Regions from separate parts of the Mus musculus genome. Here region 1 is linked to region 2. A link is a contact called in public Hi-C data. All regions are on one chromosome and are shown on one strand. Each heading gives the region's core, a stretch centred on a gene start, on an enhancer-like site or on the middle of the called end of the contact. The rest is flanking DNA. Distances are from core to core; before and after follow the strand shown. Region 1 overlaps 2400006E01Rik (RIKEN cDNA 2400006E01 gene). Region 2 has its middle 22 kb from the start of Gm40038.

Evidence for each region. A called contact is a pair of places that touch in the nucleus more often than the background predicts.
Region 1: a Hi-C map of 3T3-L1-derived adipocytes shows a contact between it and region 2, with 2.8 times the contacts expected there. The contact joins two enhancer-like sites. A contact is called at or near these places in 1 of 15 datasets of contacts at CTCF or cohesin (the NIH/3T3 cell line), 1 of 484 Hi-C or Micro-C datasets (3T3-L1-derived adipocytes) and 4 of 115 datasets of contacts at active chromatin or transcription factors (embryonic stem cells, fibro-adipogenic progenitors and stem cell-derived neural progenitor cells).

What each region holds. Positions count from the first base shown.
Region 1 is chr3:41,508,398-41,511,097 of GRCm38.p6, reverse strand. All of the region lies in intron 4 of 2400006E01Rik (RIKEN cDNA 2400006E01 gene), which reads left to right. Among named protein-coding and RNA genes, the nearest start is that of Platr4, 17 kb to the right of the region's middle. Within about 2 kb of position 1,382, at least 63 of the 459 cell types and tissues checked have an H3K27ac peak or open chromatin away from gene starts, as enhancers often do. A contact at or near this core is called in 3T3-L1-derived adipocytes, where this site is marked.
Region 2 is chr3:41,194,227-41,197,040 of GRCm38.p6, reverse strand. No RefSeq gene overlaps it. Among named protein-coding and RNA genes, the nearest start is that of Gm40038, 22 kb to the right of the region's middle. Within about 2 kb of position 1,545, at least 162 of the 459 cell types and tissues checked have an H3K27ac peak or open chromatin away from gene starts, as enhancers often do. A contact at or near this core is called in 3T3-L1-derived adipocytes, where this site is marked.

The DNA.
Region 1 (2,700 bases), core at 133-2,632, 310 kb before region 2:
AATATTTGAGATATTAATTACCGTCTTCCCCTTTCCCTCTTTTCCTCCCTCCTCCCCACCCCACCCCCTTTCTTCTGCTCCTGCTTTAGAAGCGTTCTGGCTCTGCAGTCCTCAGAGCCTGCCTTGGATATCAGTTCCCCAGGGAAAAAGTGAGCTCCAACTGTCCCTAAGCAAGGTTTCAGCGGGTAACATGGGTCACTTCCTGTCTCGTTCTACTTCTTGCTCTGATTTCCGTCTTCTCCTCTTTAACCAGATCCTCCTTAGACAATAACAGAATCTAGTTGGGAAGGAAGGGGCAAGTGGTCCCGCAAAGCCCTGACAGCTTTTTCCTAGCAGGATGCTGAAAGATCCTAGTAACAGCTCCTTGAAGCTAAAGAGAGATATGAACCTCACCCAGTAAAACAGTTAACCGGTGTGTGTGTGTGTGTGTGTGTGTGTGTGTGTGTGTGTTGGGGTTGGGTTTGGGGGGGTGGTGACACAGTGCGATCTCACTCTGAAAGCTTCTTGCTCTCCTCTCAATAAGGTTGCGTACTCCAGAGGTCAGAACCAAGAAGAAGCCACCTAGCCTCAGAGGCTCAGAGGACATGAAAAGACTGAGATCCAGAGGGAAATGGGAGAGAGGCTGTTTTTCTTAAGAACGAGATTTGACAAAAAGGTAGGAGGAAGAGGCATGGAGATGAGAAAGGAGCGAGCTCCGTATCCAGGGAGAAGCGTGGGAGTTAATGTTACGCTTAGAGGGTGGTAGTTAGCAGGGTTATGCTTTGAAAAAAAAGAGAGAGAAATAAAGAGCAGGGATCTGGGGAGGCAGCTGGGGCTCAGCAAAGTGCTCACAAGCCGGGGGACCTAAGTTCGATCCCCAGAGCCCATATAATGAAAAGCAGGATGTGGTGGCATCGCACTTGTTAGCCAAGCAACTGGGGAGGCAGACAGGCAGTCCCTGGGGGTTGCTGGACAGCCAGCCAGCCCTAGCCTAAGTGGTGAGTTCCAGACCAGGGAGAGGCCTTGTCTCAAAAAACAGGGTGGGTACTCCTGAGGACACTGGAGGTTGTCTTATGTTTTCCACATCCGTGAGCGTGCACTCTCGCATACACACACACACACACACGCACACACACACTCACAAAGGGAAAGGAAAAATATCAGAAAACAAATGAGACAACTAAAAACTTAAAATTCACAAAGCTGAGAGGTGGGGGGAAAGGAAGCTTTTCTTTCTCTGTGATTCCTCCCCCTTCTGAAACAGTGACAAGCCAGGGCCATCTTGCTGGCATTTCTTCTCTGCCCTGTTCCCACCTTTTCTGACACATATTTCCATTCAACTAGGCTACAAGTCACCCTTATAGGCCTTGCCAAATAGTATTTCGCAAGTTTGTGAAAGACTGGTTTCTCCTGGACTGGAGTCCCCAGGCTGCCCTGTAGGCTATAGAGCATTCCTCTGTCCCCACACAGCCATGGCAACAGTGGGCAAGTTACAACTCAACTCCCAGGTTGGAGTTAAGGACTCAGGTTACTTCCTCCTGTGGCCCAGTTGGCCCCGCTTTCTTCTGTGGCAGCAAACTAAACTGCTAACCTAGCCAGCTGTCAAAGCTGCCCAGTCAAAAGATGTCCCAACTCCCAATATAACTCCAGCTCCTTAGGAGGCACACCTCAAGCATGACAGACTCCCCAGCCTCTCAGGGGCGAGTCAAGGTCATCCTTGGCCACCAAAGGCTCTTAGTGGAGGCTACATTTCAGTAGTCTGCACAAACTTGCTGAGTTCAGAAAGCTTTCACATACAGATGACAGTTCGTCTCTTTCCCTCATTGCTCTCACTAGACTCCTGCTATGTTCTGTTTCTCCCGAGCCTTCTGTGTTCTCTCTCCTTTTGATTTGGAGCTGATATTTCCTTTCTCATGGTGGCTTTTATGTATTAAAACGATTATGGAATTTAAAAAACATGTACAAGTGTCATAAAAGTGTAAATTTCCCAATGAGTCTGAGTTGAGTTTTTTTCCTTTTCTATATCTCTGTTTATAATGCTTGGTTTTTTGAAGAAATCTTAGACAGTGTGTTGCTTTACTGGTACGTGGTTCAGTGTTATGTTGAAAGGATAAGGCCTCCTCTTAAAAGACATAATTACCATAACCTCTTACCTAAAAAATTAGTCTCCTGCTTTCCTCTGTGCTGGAGATGAAATTCAGGGCCTTACATATGCTGGGTATGTGCCTGCCACTGACCTAGAGCCCCAGTGCAGAATGAAATTGCTTTAAGACTGTTCTTTTACTTGTTTCATTTTATTATGCGTTTTTTGTGAATATTATGTATGTGTGAGTGCATGTGCCATGGTGTGTATGTGAGTATGTGTGCCATGTTGTGTGTGGGTGTGTGTCATGGTGTGTGTGTGGGTGCATGTGCCAGAGTGTGTGTTTGAATGTGTGTGTGTGTGTGTGTGTGTGTGTATGTGTGCCATATTGTGTATGTGGTACATGTGCTATGGTGTGTGTGTGATGCATATGCCATGGTGTGTGTGTGTGGGTGTGTGCAGTGGTGTGTGTGTGGAGGGGAGAGGACCACTTTATGGAATCAGCTCTTCTCTTCCACTTTCACACGGATCCCAGGGATCAAACTCAGGTTGTCACGCATGTATCACTGGGCAGCAACTGCTGATATCCACAGAATCATCTCACTGGCCCACTATTTAATTTCTCCATACCTTCAGAC
Region 2 (2,814 bases), core at 296-2,795:
CCTTCCCTCAGTACCCCCTCAATGCTATTATTGCTAGACATACTTTTCCCAGAGTGAGTGACATCCACTGGTGCTGAATTAAGAGTCATGAGTTTTTCCAAACTCCGGGTGTTGTACATGGACTAGACTTCAAACTAGGTTCCACCATGCTACAAGGCTTAGGGTACAATAAGTGACCGTAATGCAGCCATTCCTTGGCCCTTCCCACAGCCCAGACTTGCTCCCAGACCCCCAGCAGCAAAGGAAGCCTTGATCCTGACAGTGAAAATGGAGGTTGGGTGAGTGATATTTGAACTGAAAAAAGGCAGACTTGAGTAATTATCCAGTGTCACAAGACAGGGGTCACAGGTGGAACTATCAAGGGCAGGGATGAAGACTTGCCTGTGACAACCTCCTAACAGAGGCTCTCTATTTGAACCATCTAGCTGGAACTCAGGCTCCTCTCCTCCGCCACAGAACATCTGGCTGGATCCTCTACTTGCTTTGCAGTTTGTCTATGTCCCTCAATGTCCCCACAGGGTTTAAAGCTATTTGCTTGAACCTAGCCCTGAAATGGATTCAACTCAGCTGGCAGCATCTCTGAGCCACAATAACAGCTTGGGTCTTGCACCTTGAATTTTCACCCATATTTCTTGCTGATAGCTCCATTATGGAAGGCAACAAGAAAGGAATGGGCAACTTCTGCTTGGCCTTAAGCTCCAAGTTATCTTTGTGAACAAACATCTGGCCTCTTATCCCTACAATGGGGCAAAAGGGATTTCCTCATGTCACAGCTGTAATGTAATACATTATAAAGTATAGTGTATAATATATACAATAGTTAAAATATATACAGTATACATTGTAATGCATAATGTACATATAATGTAGCTTATAAATGAGGCACTGGATGCAAGCAGAGAGCTTTTCACATGGTTAGTGCCCAGGAGATTTTCACAGTGTATGGATCTTCCCAACCTTAGCCAGTCATGGGCCTGGAACTGCCATACCACAGTAGTTCTCAGTCAGAGGTGATTTTCCTAGTTACGTTGGTGGGGTAGGGGATTCCCATGCTCTAATGGGCAAGAGGTCAGGCATGCTGTTGGCTTCCTGTGATGTACAACACAGCCCCTTACGAGAAAAGGATCATCTAGCCTGAAACATCAGCAGTGCCAAGACTCAGAGACTGAGCCTGGTCCTAGCTGCCCACCTGGATCCCTTCAGCTCTTGTGCTACTGTGCCCTGTGAGCTATGGTGACTGTGGTTGGTCTCTAAGCCTGAGCCCTCTCAAGACTAGCCTATGCATTGACTCCTGAGATTCCCAGAGCTCAACTGTTGGATTCTTTGAGAAATGGCCAACAGGTTTCATTGCTTTGACCTGAGCTCCTCCCAGCAGGAGACAGGTAGAACAGCCAAGCTTTCTCACTGACCAGGAACAGGCAAGAAACCAGTTCCTGCAGGGACCTGGCTGAGAGCCACATGGAAGCAGGCACAGCCTGAAGCATTCCACCCAAACTGGCTCCACACCAGACCCAGCCAGTGAGTCACCACCACATGCCGCAGCCTCTCCCCCATGACCTTTCTTTATCCCTTCATTAGCTGTAAATCTTTAGGAGTAAAACAGCAGAGAACAGACCGGGAAGGGCCTGGCAGACTAACACCCCAGGCAAATGCCCAAATCAAAATTCAGAGTTAAAAACCCCAGGCTCTGAATGAATGCCAGTAATGGCAAGCTAGGCTCTTCAGAGCCATCTCTGTAAACCGGAGATGTGGACAAATGGAGCCTGTCTCTCTGCACAGTTTAAATCGTGTGGCAACCCTGGAGCATCCTTCAGGAGAAGGAACAGATGTGTTTAGCAATACCCAGATGGTAGGGAGCAAATTGAGGGACCTCTGTAACGCTGGCCAGTAACTCATGCTTACACCAAACCGCACAGTACCCTGAAAGAAACCACCCTCTCACCAGCTCCTCTTGCATCAAATGGAATAATGAAGTCTCCCCACACAGTGACAGAGAAACAATAACACAGGCTAGTAGGCCATATTTCCGCACAAAAGAAAGCAAAAGTGGTTTTCTCCTTTGTGTTTTTTCTCTGCCTTTTGTGGGAAAGGCCAGTGAGAAGGGCAGCTGCCTTCCCCAGGGATTTCTTTCTACCCAGCGTGTCCTCCCCTGAGCTGTCCTTCTCCACATGGAGTCTTCAAAGCAGAGACTTTGGAAGCGGCCACAGAGCTTGAAGATTCTAGGGCTATCCCAGGAACCCACTGACTCTCCCTTTCTGTGGATGAGGCTTTAGAAAGGCCTTGTAAACACACCTTTCCCTTCAGTTTGACACCGCCAAAGTCTGAGAACCTTCCAAGTGAACAAACCCCAGAGTGGCCCAGGGGCCGCCTGTTCCTAAAAGAAAGACCAACTCTTTGGCCTGCTGTTTTCGCCTCTCCACAATGTCACCCCCCCCATCATTTGCAGGTGGAGCTCCTGGACAAGATAGGACAGATCTGATGACTCATCTGAATGAGGCTGTTCCACCCCCACACTTCTGCTGACAGCCACATGTTGCCATTTGTCCTTCTGGGTTTGGCAATTCCTGGCAACATTGTTAAAGTGAAAGGGGCTGGGTGTTTTTCCTCCTCGGTGGCCGCCTTCTGCCCTGTGTGAGATCCCATCTTCCTGCCTGGCTACCATGGAACAAATCAGGAATAAGCAGCCCTAGCTGTAAATTGATCCACCTCTCCCGTGATCACTTTCAACAGTTGTTTGGAATTTTCAGTGTGTTCTCCAAGTGGTTCACACGTGCTTTAAATAGTCTTGTGAGAAACCAGTTCCATAGATGAGCC